2 separate regions of the Zea mays genome follow, and region 1 is linked to region 2. A link is a contact called in public Hi-C data. All regions are on one chromosome and are shown on one strand. Each heading gives the region's core, a stretch centred on a gene start, on an enhancer-like site or on the middle of the called end of the contact. The rest is flanking DNA. Distances are from core to core; before and after follow the strand shown.

Region 1 (6,812 bases), core at 3,808-6,307, 210 kb before region 2:
GTTTGCTCTAGATTATATGTTCTATAGGTGCCAAAGGTTCATCTACAACTATACTAAATCGACTGTCCGGAATACCGTAGATTATTCCAGACAGGAGAAGCTTTTTGGAAAAACAGGCCAAGCGCGGACCGTCCGGGCCCTTGCGGCGGACCGTCCGCAACACCGGGATGACCCTCGGACAGAACCAATGCAAAAATCCAAGTCTACACTACAGACCGTCCGAGACCTCGCGCGGACCGTCCGGCCTCAGGCGCGGACCGTCCGGTAGGTGAGGAACCGAAAAACCCGAAGGTGACGGGTTCGGAAAAATGAATTATAGCGTCCTCGCGGACCGTCGGGGGTGCACGACCGGACCGTCCGCGACTGGCTTTATCTGACATCTGACGACGCATTAAATGCAATATAGCCATTGATATAGCCGTTACTGCTGACCGTTGCGTTTTCAGCCGTTGATCTACAGGGGCGGACCGTCCGGACCAGGCGGGCGGACCGTCCGCGGTCGGCAGAATGGAGCAACGGCTAGGAAGTGGTTGGTGGCTATAAATACAACCCCAACCACCTCTATTCACCACACCCAAGCATTCCAACCTTCAACATTCAATACAAGAGCTAGCAATCCATTCCAAGACACATTCAAAGCCTCCATCTCTCCAAGTTTCACAATTGAGAAAAGAGATCATTAGTGATTAGTGACTTGAGAGAGCAAGTGATCCGTGTGTTATTTGTCGCTCTTGTCGCTTGGCTTTTACAATCGTGTTTTCTATCAATCTTTCTTTCGATCAACTCAATTGTAACCAAGGCAAGAGACACCAATTGTGTGGTGGTCCTTGTGGGGAAGTTTGTTCCCGTTTGATTGAGAAGAAGAAGCTCACTCGGTCCGAGGGACCGTTTGAGAGAGGGAAAGGGTTGAAAGAGACCCGGTCTTTGTGACCACCTCAACGAGGAGTAGGTTTGTGAGAACCGAACCTCGGTAAAACAAATCCACGTGTCACACTCCTTATTCGGTTGCGATTTGTTTTGCACCCTCTCTCGCGGACTCGATTATATTTCTAACGCTAACCCGGCTTGTAGTTGTGATTATTTTTTAGAATTTCAGTTTCGCCCTATTCACCCCCCTCTAGGCGACTTTCAAGGCTGCTAATGGTGGATTAGTCATTGCATTTGGCCATCCCTTTGGGCATCTCTCGACCTCTCGCTACGGCCCTGTGTTGCTAACGATACGAAGCGTCGGGCGGGGGTTAGCTTTTTCGTGGCTTCTTGGCCATAGCAACCAGACGACGTACAACTAAGCCTTTCTTTTTTCGCCACCGCTTTGATCGACGCAGGAAATAGGGGTGAAAACGGGCGGATACGGACGGATAGTAGATCATCATGTATCCTACCCTAATGTATTTTAAATGGATTCGGGAGCAGATACAGATAGTTAGAAATGGGACGGATACGGATACAGGGACCGGATATTTATTCGGGCGGATAAGTGGGATACGAATATTATTTGGTCGGATATCGGATATTTGCCGGATAATGCATTAATTTCTTATCATAAAATATTCTTGTTCGGCCATGAATTATAAATAAATTATCAAGGCTAATAAACAATTTATAAGAAGATAATCTTAAGTTCCCACATAAAAATGGTAAAGTGAAGTATTGATTATGTTGAAACTTGGATACTTAAGAGTGATTTCACGTGTAACTCATGCAACAAGTGGAAATAAAATAGAAGAAACGTTGACATCTTGTGGATTTTATGGTCCCATTATTTTTAATGACTATGTGGCCATATGTTGTACCTCCGTATAATTTCATGGATTTCTGAGGCTATTTGTGCATTATTATTTTTTCTACATAAAATCATCAAAATATAATTAAATTCATAAAATACACTAGTTCCGACCCAAAATTGAAAAAAAAATACCAAAAAAATAAACATTCTATTCAAAGATAACCACAAGTACCCACATTAAAAATAATAAGTGAAGTATTGATTATGTTGAAACTTCGATACATAAAGTGATTTCACGTGTAACACATGCAATAAGTGGGGAGTGGAATCGAAGAAACACTAGCATATTGTGGATTTTATAGTCCAAATATTTTTAGAACTATATTGGATATATGTTGTGTCCCCATAAAAATTCATAAATTTCTAGGCTATTTGTGTATTATTATTATTTTTCTATAGAAAATCATCAAAATGCAATTAAATTCATAAAATATTCTAGTTTCACTCAAAAATTGCAAATAAGTTGCAAAAACTAATGAACATTCTATATAAATAAAAATCAAGTTCTCACATGAAAATGATAAAGTAAAGTACTGATTATGTTGAAACATGAATACTTAGAGTGATTTCACTTGTAGCTCATACAAATAAGTTAAAGTGAAATGAAAGAAACACGTGCATCTTATAGATCTCATGATCAAAATATTTTTATGGTTATATATGGACATATGTTATGCCTTCGTAAAATTTCAAAGTATTTACCGGTAGTCCTTGCTCCGTATAAGACCCGAATCTGAAGCTGCACAATCCGGGTATTAATTGTATCCGCCCTAATATAAAAATATCTGATCTGTATCCGAAAAAACGTGTATTTGCACTATCCGTATCCAGTACCAGCGGGTATACCCGACCCGTTTTCACCCCTAGCAAAAAAGGACAGTCGCCTTTGGCCTAATTGCAGTGCAGAAGCATGGAAGACGATGCTGATTGATGAGGAATCTCTGTGTTGTGGCTCTGCAGACACAGCTATCTGACAATCATTGGAATTGAATGATATATCTCTTTCGTTTTTGTATCACAAGTTCGTTATCATAGCTATATCTTCTTACATTGAATTAGACGACTAACGGAAAAATAGAAGCTAATATTTTTTTTAAAACGATAATGGTTTCAATCCCAGCTAACTTTACTCTAAACATAAATTACTAACACCAACAAAAAACACATACATATCAATTAGTGATGAGATATGTTCGAAACAATATAAGAAATACAACGGAACAAACCATACAATAGAAACACATATTAGTATTCGGGTTAGACACACTACAACACCCTCCACTCACCTTTGGTAAGACTCGAACTCAAGACCTAGCTTCGATACTATGTTAGAGTGGACACATTAATAAGTTCAACCAAAAAGTTTAAAAAGGTAAATAACCCACTTGTAAACTTTAATATGTATGCAGTTTTCAACTGTTCAAAACATATGAGAGAAAGCTAAAAATCGACTAAATGAACTTAGAGTAAGGTGAAATTTTGCACGCACATCTTCTCGTATTCAAGGTGTTCACAAAATTCAAGCTACAAAAGATCAAGAAAACTCTAGGAATCGAACATTGGTGAAAATAATTCTCATATGTTCTTGCACCATTTAATTCAACCTAAAAGTCCCTAAGAACTCAAATCCAAAAATTCCTTATAAAAGCCAAATGAAAGAAGAGAGAGAGAGAGAGCTGAAGTAATCATAGTAAACAGTACAAGATACAGAGCCACCACAAACCTAGGAGGGTAGGGCCTTGATTCGCACCAGATCCACATGCTATCAGGTTACATAGATGGAAGATTTTAATTGCGACGATTTCATTTATGGATCCCACCAGTATACTAGAGAAGCTACCATTATTTCCAAGTCATGTCAGCTTGCTAACTACTACGCCAATGTGAAGCTAGCTCGCTATCTCACATATATAGTACTTTTGCTTTGATTTTTTGAGCAATGTTTTCTATCACGACACATATAGCATGTCATTCCAATAGCATATAGTATATATAACACAACATAATGTTCATGTTGACCTTCTAGACTAAGCTGCATTGAAGTCAGCTAATCCTAGCCTAGTAAACATCTGTTGCTTTCCAAGTCAAACATGCTCACTTCCCGTAGAAAATATATACCTATAAGATAGGCTAAAAAAGAGAAATGCAACTGACATCAACTCTCCAAGTGTAGCTAAGCTTCATTTGGTTGGACCCAGTAGCACTGCAATCCAGTAGGAGTCTAGTTTAAGCGACATTATTCAGAACCAACGTGCTCTGCAAAGTCAACAATAATGCTACTAGTTTGTGCGAGTTCAAGATAGATTTGTTTGGTTCATCGACAACGACTAAAGCTGTAGAAGCGGGCGTGGAGTGGAATTGCATGCGTGCATGCCCGTCTCTACTTGAGTGTCGGGCAAGTGAAATTGTGCTGTCGTCGTTGATATTTCGATAATTTCGAATAGACATCCTTTTCTTGCAAACCACTATTTTGTTACCAATTGCAAATGCTCTGTATGAACAATTGATAATTTATTTCGAAAGATCGTTTTTGACATGATCATACCCTTTTTCTAATTATGACAAATTAAACCTCCTTTTTATAAGATAAAAGAAACAATCAAACTTAACCATCTGCATCTGACTTGACTTGACTTTCGAGTTTTGACTTGCGGATTTATGTGGTATGTTTATTGGGTGAAAGAATCTTTAGAACCGGATCTAAAACTATTAAGTTAAAGTCAAACTATTATCACCATTAAACGATATTATAGATAAATTAGAGTTCAAAATATATAAAATTAGACAAAGTAGAGTTAGGAACATATTACACGCAAACCAATCTATTGATGTAAACTGTGTAGACTAATGCATAAATAAAGTCAAGAGGATTTTTTAAAAATATTATATTTCAAACCAATCATTTCACTCCCCTGACTATTTGTAAAAAGACCATCTCTTTTCATCAATCAACTATATAAAGCACCAGTTTTCACAATCGTAGTACCCTTTCCTACTGTATGCAAAAATAAGTTAAAATTATGCGGAAGATTCAAATTTTAATTGTTGGCTCTGTATTCATACCTAGCTAACAAATAGAACGCATATTTTTATGTTTTATTAAACCAAAGTCTATACATCAAATAATAGAAATCGTAGCAATACAGAATTTGTTCTTCTGGTATTTTATCCATTACTCCGAAAACATCATCAGCCTACGGTCAATCCCGCTCGGCCCAACCCGTCACTATATTAATCCAGGATCATCTTCCTGCGTCGCCGCTTTGCCTTCCCCGCGTCAAACAAATCTAGGGTTCCAAGCGAGCGAATACCTTCCTCCGCCTGCCGATCTCCCCGCATCTCTCGGGCTAAGACGATTCGAGGCACGAGCGAAGATGCCGCAGCGGCATTCGAAAAACAACAACGACCTCGCCTTCTTCACGTACGAGGAGAAGCGGAAGCTCGGGTACGGCACGCAGCGGGAGCGCCTGGGAAAGGACTCCATCAAGCCCTTCGACGCCTGCTGCCTCTGCCTCAAGCCGCTCATCGGCCCGCTCTGCTGCCCCAAGGGCCACACATTCTGTAAGGAGTGCATCCTCGAGTGCCTCCTCTCCCAGAAGAAGGACATCAAGCGGTAGGCGGCAACAGTTCACGCTCTTTACTTCTCTGTCTTGTTAATTGCGTACTTTCTTTAGGGGGTGGTTGGTTGGGCTATTGGGGGAGTAGAGTAGGGTGCGCGATGGCAGGGAGGAGAGAAGGCTGCAGACTTTCACAGTATTTGTGGGAAGAATCGTCAGGCTAGTATATCAGTGCTGTAAGGCTCAGGCGGCTGATGATTTTTCTGCGGATATTAGGGGTGTTTGGTTCCCTTAGTCACTCTTCTAAGCTTTAGAGACTAAATTTTAGTCAGTAGAGTATCTATGCGGGAGACCTCATTTATTAGTCATACTGTTTGGCAATTTAGGGAGTAAAATTGACTGGCACTAAAGTTTAGGAGTTGGGAACCAAACACCTCCTAACGCCAAGGGTGTCAATGAATTTTGGACCAGCATGGTCTCGCCTGGAGTTCGATTTTGCTTTGCAAGGTCGTACCTATATTTTGGATCAAATTGTCTGTCTTTCTTGGATCGGTACTGTCTTGATTCGTGGTCTTGTATGTAGTTTCATTATCAAACACTTGACCCTTGCCATTACTCACTGTGCCTGCAAATGTATGTTTGTTTGCTTAAAAGTACATTTTACCAGCAACCATGTTCATTAGCCACTGGTCATTAAAATAATACGCCTCTTGTAGTTGCCTTACCTAGAATTCATATTGTTCGTGACAGACACAAAAAATTCTGTATTTGGTCTTAAACTATCTGCTTTTCTATTACCCTTGTTCTTCCAGCAAGCTAGCAGCACATGAGGCCCAGAAAAAGCAGGAGAAAGAAGAGGAGGAAGAGAAGCTAATTCTGCAGAAGGCTAAGGAGTTGGATGCCTTTGATCAGCAGAATCATGGAGCTGTTCCCCAGTACCATGATCGCAGTGGTTCCCAATACAAGAATGGGTTTCATGGAGCAAATAGTGTGAAGGTCACTTCTTTTGAAGAGGAAGCCCTTCGCAATATGAAGGCATTCTGGCTCCCTTCAGCTACTCCTGAAGCTACGGTCAAGGTAGACTTGCCCTCCACCGACACTGTTTGCCCGGAGGGGCAGGAGAAGCTTAAGTTGAAATCGCTCTTCCCTATCTCGTTCACAGAGGAAACTGCTGATCAGAAGAGCAGCAAGGCAGGAAACTCCTGTAGCTACATGTGCCCTAGTTGCAAGTCCACTCTCACAAATACCATGTCCCTTGTGGCGGTGAGCACCTGTGGCCATGTCTTCTGCAAGAAATGTTCCGACAAGTTTCTAGTGAAGGATAAAGCTTGCTTGGAGTGCAGCAAACCATTCAGGGAGAGGAATCTGGTTCCATTGGAGAAAGGAGGAACTGGGTTTGCTGCACATGATGAACGCCTGGAGGCAAGAGATTTCAAGTATTTGGGTAGTGGCTCTGGGTTAGGGCTAGT
Region 2 (7,299 bases), core at 4,577-7,076:
AAAACCGTACCTGTTACCAAATATTTTCAAGTTATCAACAAAGGTTTTGATACGGTCAATAGAAGTGCTTAGCTCTTCCTAGAATTCCAAAAGAAAATTTCAGTAGAACAACTAATATTGCTGCGCAAAAGCTCGTAAACAGAAGGCCTCAATAGAATATCACTTCTTCAGAAAGTAAGGATCAAATTAAGTACCATGGATGCAGAAACATGATACTTCATCAATTTCGCAAAGCAGAGTCCACATCTATCCAATTCTTCGCTGCAGTCAACGTAAGAGGAATGTATGTCAGGAAATAGTTTGAGCCTGAAACTTCTGACTTCTGAGAATGATTATTAGTTATCATAATGTGTTGTTCAGGGGTTCAGGGAGAGAGCCTACTTACTTGGCCTGTTTTTCTCTTAGCTCTTCAAACAAGGACTGCAATTTCCACGTATCTTTCAAAAAGTTGATCCATGCACTGACAGTACTTGCTTCTACTTTGCATGAAGCTATGGATCTTGAAAGTTCGTCTTCCTGGGGATATGTCAGAAAATTAAAAGTAAGCAAGTGAACTGTGCTAACACAACGCATTTCTTAAACTAGAAAGCAACAAACAAAAACTTAACCTTTGTTTTTAGGTGCAACACAATCTGATTGCTTGCTTCATCAAATTGGTCCCGTTCCTCTCTAGTTTTTTTAAGCTTCACTGTAGCAACTTTCAATTTAGTATTCACCTGTAATCTGAGTTTCAGAATCACTCTTAAAAACAAACCTCTCATGTAAACATTACCCTCTATGAATAAGTAAACCTAACTAACAAAGATTAATGTTCACAGCAAAATCTGTTGGTTGTCTCCACCCTGAACTGTTTAGCCAAAAAAAAAATCAGCAATTTTGCCACTATGTAAGTTGCTGAAATATTTTGGAAGAAATATATTGAACGATAGATCTTCATGAAGGTGGAAATAGAGAGAATAATATTGCCTTTTTCAGTTCTGCCTCGAGTTGATTCCTTTGCTCCTCAAGTCCAGAGATCTCAGCAACTAATTCCTTTTACAAAACTTAATTGATTAATCATCAATCAGACAGATTGCAGAAGCATAAAGACAATTGCATGGACTAAGAATTGGAAAAGAAAAAACAATTGGAACAGCTTGCACATCCTGCTATTTTTTTTCTTTTGCAATTGCAATGATGGATATGAATGTCTTCCTTTTGTTTCAATGGGAAATCATGGGGTGTTGTATTTTCTGTCAATATGGATGTAAAGTAAATCCTTGTTAACCCATTGACATATCATTTAGCTAATAAAAAATACTGTGGTGGTTTGCAGATGACAAGCTAGTACCACAAAAATTACCTTTTCTATACCACTAACTTCATTTGTTTTGGTGACCCGGAAGATAAGAGATTCTTCCTTTTGTAGCCTGCATTGTAAAGCATAGACAATCAATTCACTTTAAGCAGAGAATGCTATTTCAAATGTTTTGGAACCAAATAAATCAGTGGCTCTGAATTGAACAACAACTTGTATTGCAAGAGTTAACAACATAACATATGTGTTTAATCGATATATAAGTATGCAAGCATGTTTATGACTGATACATGCTAAATTGGTGAGACTAAATACACAGCACAAAGAATGCTCAAGATATAACCTATTTTCCATGATACGCTTTTCTGCTTTTGCAGATGAATTTGCAAGGGATTCAGACAAAACCTTCAGTTTATCTACCTGCAAAGTTTTATGAATGGACATTAATAGAGTGTTTGGTTTGAGGAATCAAACCATCCAAATTGAAGTGGTGCATCATGGGTTCATTCCTCAAATTTAGTAGAATGACTTCATTCCTCATATTAGTACTAACTAACTAACTATAAGGAATGAGGTGGTGATGGATCAACTCATTCTATTCCACAAACCAAACAAAAATAGTGAGGAGTGAGAAGATGAGAGACTAGTTCATTACTCAAACCAAACACCCCATAAGATACACCCACATATCATTTGACAGGGAGGACAATTTGATAAGTTCTAGCAAACAAAAAACGCTTTAAAACAAGAACTTCAAAACAACAAATGGATTTGCTCTCTGCAAGGCAAGATCTCAACAGCCACCCAGGTAGAGGAATTTGTATCCCTATGACTCAGAATCAGAAGATCCAAATGCAACGGGACGTGCAAGATTCCATCGCTTGGAAATGGGCATATCTCATCCAGCCAGCCAGCGGACACATGTCATCCAATTCCAAGGGACTTTCAGGATGTTCCGGCCAGAACTTATATGGAAAGCGCACTTGGAGAACAAATGCAAGCTCTTTGCTTGGATTCTCATAGAAAATAAAATCCTAAGTTCCTAACAGCGGATAACCTGCAACTAAAGAATTGGCCACACCAGGACCACTTTGTCATGTGTGACGGTCCTTTAGAATCTGGCCTCTATCTGAGCTTGTTGTACCCCTTCGCTAAAGAGATCTGGAACCTCGTCTTAACTTGGGAGCATTATGATGCCTACCTCATACGCCTGCAGACCCAACCAGCTGAAATTAGTGCATGGTGGGAATAAAAGTCTGCCAAAATCCCAAGGAAAAGGCGACAACACTTCAATGGGGGTGGTAATCTACACGTATTGAAACATTTGGAAGGAAAGAAAAGGAGGATCTTCCAAAACAGCTCCATGGACGCAAGCCAGGTGGCCTCCAGAACCAAAGAAGACACTGATCTACATGGAAGGGTGCTTAATAATTTCACTTTTTTTTCAACCAAGGGGAGAGACGTCCCCCTGACTTTTTCACTTAAGCAGTTGATGCCGCGACTCGAACCCGGGCTGGCCCAGCAGACCGCTTCTTTGGCGTATCCGGCTGACCAGTTGCACTGTGAGAGTGTTGGCTTAATAATTTCACTTAGTCCCCCTTAAACTGGCTATCGCCTAGTGGAGGAAAAAAGCGTTTGGTGTGTGCGCAATGGGGCTCTCAGGCCCTTGTCCTTTATGTACATAAACTCTTGCTCCTATCTTATTTGAGAGGCAGACCTCCTGCCATGTTTTTTTTAAAAAGCTTTAGATTCTTCCGCTCTAGAGTAAAGAAGTATGCAGCAAAAATAGAAGTGAAATTAATTTAGAAATTACAGGAGCATCAGACCTTCTCAAAATGAGTCTCCAATGAATCACCGGGGTGTATTGATTTCTTCTTCAATAGAAGTTCTTCCATTCTAGAGCAAAGCCGAACTTCAGAAACTGCCTTTCTGAAACCCTACAGATAGTATCATAAATACATTGAATCTTCTTATGCTAACTATATTAATAATGATGTAGTAAGTTGAACCATACTGGAATATGTTGGGGAAATAAAACCTCAGTAAATTACTGATACCTAAAGACAGCATGCAAGGAGTAGACATGAAAAAAAGGGTTTCTGAATGCACATTTAAAAAGGAAAACATGGTATATTTCAAAAATGAAATAAACAATGATTAAAATCCTATATAACAGTTGAAACATTTTTTTTCTTCCTAACATAACATGTATGTACTTAGAAACAGGAAAAAAAACTAATGTACACTTCACAAATGTTCCGTGCACTTGCACAAAGATTAGTTCGCAAATATTAATTTTTCACAATCAGAGGCAGAGTATTTCATAACCATACTATTTAGTTCGCATCGAGGTAGGGGTGGTAATGGATCATGATCCAAATGATCCTTCACAATAAATTAGGGCTATTAATAAATTTTAATTAAAAAATGAATAGAAATAGAGCATGATCCTAATCTGATTTGATCCTTAAATTTTATATTTATAAAGTTTAGATCCCATTACCACCCCTACATCTAGGAGAAACAAATCAATATTATAAATAGATTGTGTGTCAGTGCTCCCTTTCATCTATTGAAGGAAAGGATAACCCACAGTTGTACAGGCTGAATAACTTTAAAGGGCTACCTCAGTGGCTGTTTGAGCTTTTTTATTCTGATTGACGATTGATGTAGCATGGAGCGCATCCATTGAATTTATCTGCTGTTGCAACTGAGTAATTTCATTATCTAATCTGGAATCAAGAAAAAAGAGGCTTTAATTTTTAAAGCATGTAAAGATGGACACGCAAAAATGGAACTACAAACACCTTCAACTGCCCAACAGAAAAGACAGAACCTTGCAATGTCAGCATTTATCTTTAGCCCTGAGATCGCACCCTGAGCAAACTGAAGCAGCTCGTCACGTTTTGCCTGGAAAAGAACATAGAAGCCAACATTACAGTTGATGCATTTTATGCTTTTGCTGCCATCTAATAACACCAGGTAGAAAGTACATTTTACATGATTTATGAAGATAGCTAGACGATCAAATAACTCATATACATGAGTACATGGTTTAATACTGAGAACTGGTAAAACAAAAAAGAAAATTCATACCAACACTTCGTCACTATAACTTGAGAATAACCTTGCCAGGTCCTTTACACTACTTAAGAGTGCATTGTGCACATCCTTCCCTCCCGAAAGGCACATTCTGTAATGAAGAATCATAGCATTATATGTTGCTTGAATAGAGGTGACATGGAAAAATTCAAAGGGGTTTATAACTCATATTAACGTTCTAAATGTAGTACAGGGGGCAGGCATCTGTAAAGACAATCAAAAGATAATGAACTTGTCATGTATACAGTAATACATGGCACATTTTTTGTACACTGGACTCGAGACTTGTTATGTGAGAACCAGACACGATCATATATGAACAAAAAAATTCAAGAACAAAGTAACAAGACATCAAATGGTCGAATAACTTGCCCAAAAACTTCTGAGACCAGTGGAACTTCTTCCTCAGTTGGGGCTTCCCTAATCTGATCATAGAAGACGAGTCAAAATTTTGAAATTACCAAACAATGGTACCTACATGGCTACATGGTGGCAACGACAACGAGACCATTGCAACACCAAATTGAACAGCCACAAATCCAACTCACCAAGGAGAGAACAACACACTCGAGGGCTTGACTGTAGAGGAAGACATGGAAAAAGTTCATCGGCTCCGCACCGCTGTCGTAATCGATGTACAAATCCTGCAACTCCCGCGAGCACAGGTAGTTCGGCGCCTAATGAGTCGGGATCGTAATGCAATCCAAAAAATTCTGCAAACCAAGCGAGTAGCCAGGGAGGGATGCTGACCAGCAGGGGCGCAGTCTGGTCCGGATTGTCCCCAAATTGCGGCTCCCGGACCGCCGTGGTCGCGCGCTGGGTCTCCTTGAGCGCGACGAGCCACCGGCGCAGCAGCTGCACCCGTTCGTCCCCTTTGCAGGAGAGCGCCTCCTCTTCCAGCCTCTTCGCTGCCACCTTCGCGCTCTTGTAACTCCGGCTCCCCTGCGAGAGAACAAGCGCAAACCCTAGTCACGAACGATCGCCGCGAATGTATGGACAAGGCGGCGCCCGTTGATGAGAGCGGAGCTAGGGGGTTGTCCGTACGGTGATGAGCCTGGCGCCGCCCGCGACAGCCTGGCCGGCATGGTGGACGACGGTGTCAAGGGAGGTGCGGACGGTGCGGGTAAGGAGGGAGCTGTGACCCCCGCTCGCCTCCACGGCGCGGTGCACCGCGCTGCGGAGCCACGACATCGCCTCACGCCCCGGTCGTTGCCCGTCGGCTTCCCCGCTTCTTCCGCCTCTTTGGTCTGTCTCAAACTCGTCGATAAAAAAAAAGCGGAGAGCGTCTCGTGCGCAGGAGGCGGGGACGCGAGCGGAGCAAATGGCCGGTGCAGGGGACGCTCTTCCCGTCCCGGTGGCGCGGTGCGGCCTAGGAATGCGTGCGCCCGCGAAAAATTTGGTGATAGCAATGGCCAGTGGGTACCCGCTACCCAGATCCAATAAATTTTTGCTCTATTAGAATATAGGTTTAGATAAATTTCTCTACCATAAATTTGTTAATGGGTTCAAATAGCAACCTAACGATTACGTGAGCATAAGTTTATTCTTCCACTACGCATACCCGCAAACCCATGGGTTTTTAAAATCAACCTTAAAATCAACATTTACAAATATGTCTCATAATATTATTAATTGAATATGTTCTAAGTGAAATAAACTTCATATAACAAAGTTAAGCTAAAATTAGTTATCACTTATTTTTTATCCTAACTAATTAATATATTGACTATCATTTACATGATGAGTTATTTTTTATGCTGATGTTAGTGGGTATGGAAAACTCGTTGGACACCCGAAACTCGTATGGACATAGGCTTGGGCAAAATTTTATACCTGTTATGAGTATGGATTTTTTTTAATATACATGTTTTTTCTTTATGTATATGTGTTTAGACAAGTAATATCCAGCGAGATTTTACTCGTTGCCATCTCAAATCCTAGGTTACTCCAGATATTGCCTATACCCAACCAAGCCTGGCAAGTGGTCTAGCTGAACTTCATTGAAGGGTTGCCCCGATCCGGTGCAACCAGGGCCGGCCCTGAGGGGTTGCAGAGGGTGCGGCCGCACCGGGCCCCCAAAAACAGAGGGGCCCCTAACCATTGGACATTAGCACTTTTTTCTATTAAACCTATCTATTCTAGATACAAATACACAAAGAGCAATGCGCTATCGACCAGTCTCATTTAGATTGTTAAACTCATGTCTCAATTACTTATCGAATACTCCATCCTTACTCCATTCGTTTCAAAATAGTATTTGTTTTAGCTCTTGATTTTATGTTTATATTCAACTAAATGATGATGAATCCACTAAAGAAGCAAAACGAATTCTATTGTGATATAGAGAGAGTATTGTTTACTATACACATGATGGTTGCATCGGCAGAGAGAAGTTTTTTAAAATTGAAATATTTTTGTGAACTATTTATGGTCAACAATAACTCAAGAGATGTTAAATGGCTTGGCATTCTATATATCGAAAAAAATTGTTGGATGAGATTGATCTCAATGATATAAGCGATAACTTTGTATCATAAAATGTTATAAGATATTTTTAATTATATCAGATAACAAGTACGTGTTTTTTTGCTATATTTTACATTTGTTATCTTATAAACATCAAAACAGTACATAATAATTTTTGTACGTCAAATATTTGATACTATATATATAATTATATATATTTTTGTGGATGGGTCCATATTGGATTTCGTACTGGGCCCCTGAAAAGTCAGGAACGGCCCTGGGTACAACTAACTGTATCCTTGTGGTGGTTGATACGTTCAGTAAGTATGCCCATTTCATCGGCTTGCTTCATCCATTCACTACACTTATAGCATGTTTGGTTTGATGGTTTGGCTCATCCATCGTGGCCTGGCTCCGGATGGAGCGGTCTTGCA

Evidence for each region. A called contact is a pair of places that touch in the nucleus more often than the background predicts.
Region 1: a contact with region 2 is called in a Hi-C map of leaf, with 2.2 times the contacts expected there. The contact joins the promoter of LOC100280875 here to the promoter of LOC103639291 in region 2. A contact is called at or near these places in 2 of 25 Hi-C or Micro-C datasets (ear and leaf).

The regions. Positions count from the first base shown.
Region 1 is chr9:145,064,009-145,070,820 of Zm-B73-REFERENCE-NAM-5.0, reverse strand. It overlaps LOC100280875 (nitric oxide synthase interacting protein), which reads left to right and starts at 5,057. Exons shown (of 2, transcript NM_001153795.1): 1 at 5,057-5,399; 2 at 6,156-6,812. The coding sequence starts at 5,161.
Region 2 is chr9:144,856,497-144,863,795 of Zm-B73-REFERENCE-NAM-5.0, reverse strand. It overlaps LOC103639291, which reads right to left and starts at 5,826. Exons shown (of 18, transcript XM_020544166.3): 1 at 5,444-5,826; 2 at 5,150-5,341; 3 at 4,948-5,043; 4 at 4,772-4,824; 5 at 4,394-4,490; 6 at 4,134-4,207; 7 at 3,924-4,029; 8 at 3,124-3,234; 9 at 1,641-1,717; 10 at 1,343-1,409; 11 at 967-1,032; 12 at 609-716; 13 at 386-516; 14 at 195-261; 1 more. The coding sequence starts at 5,590.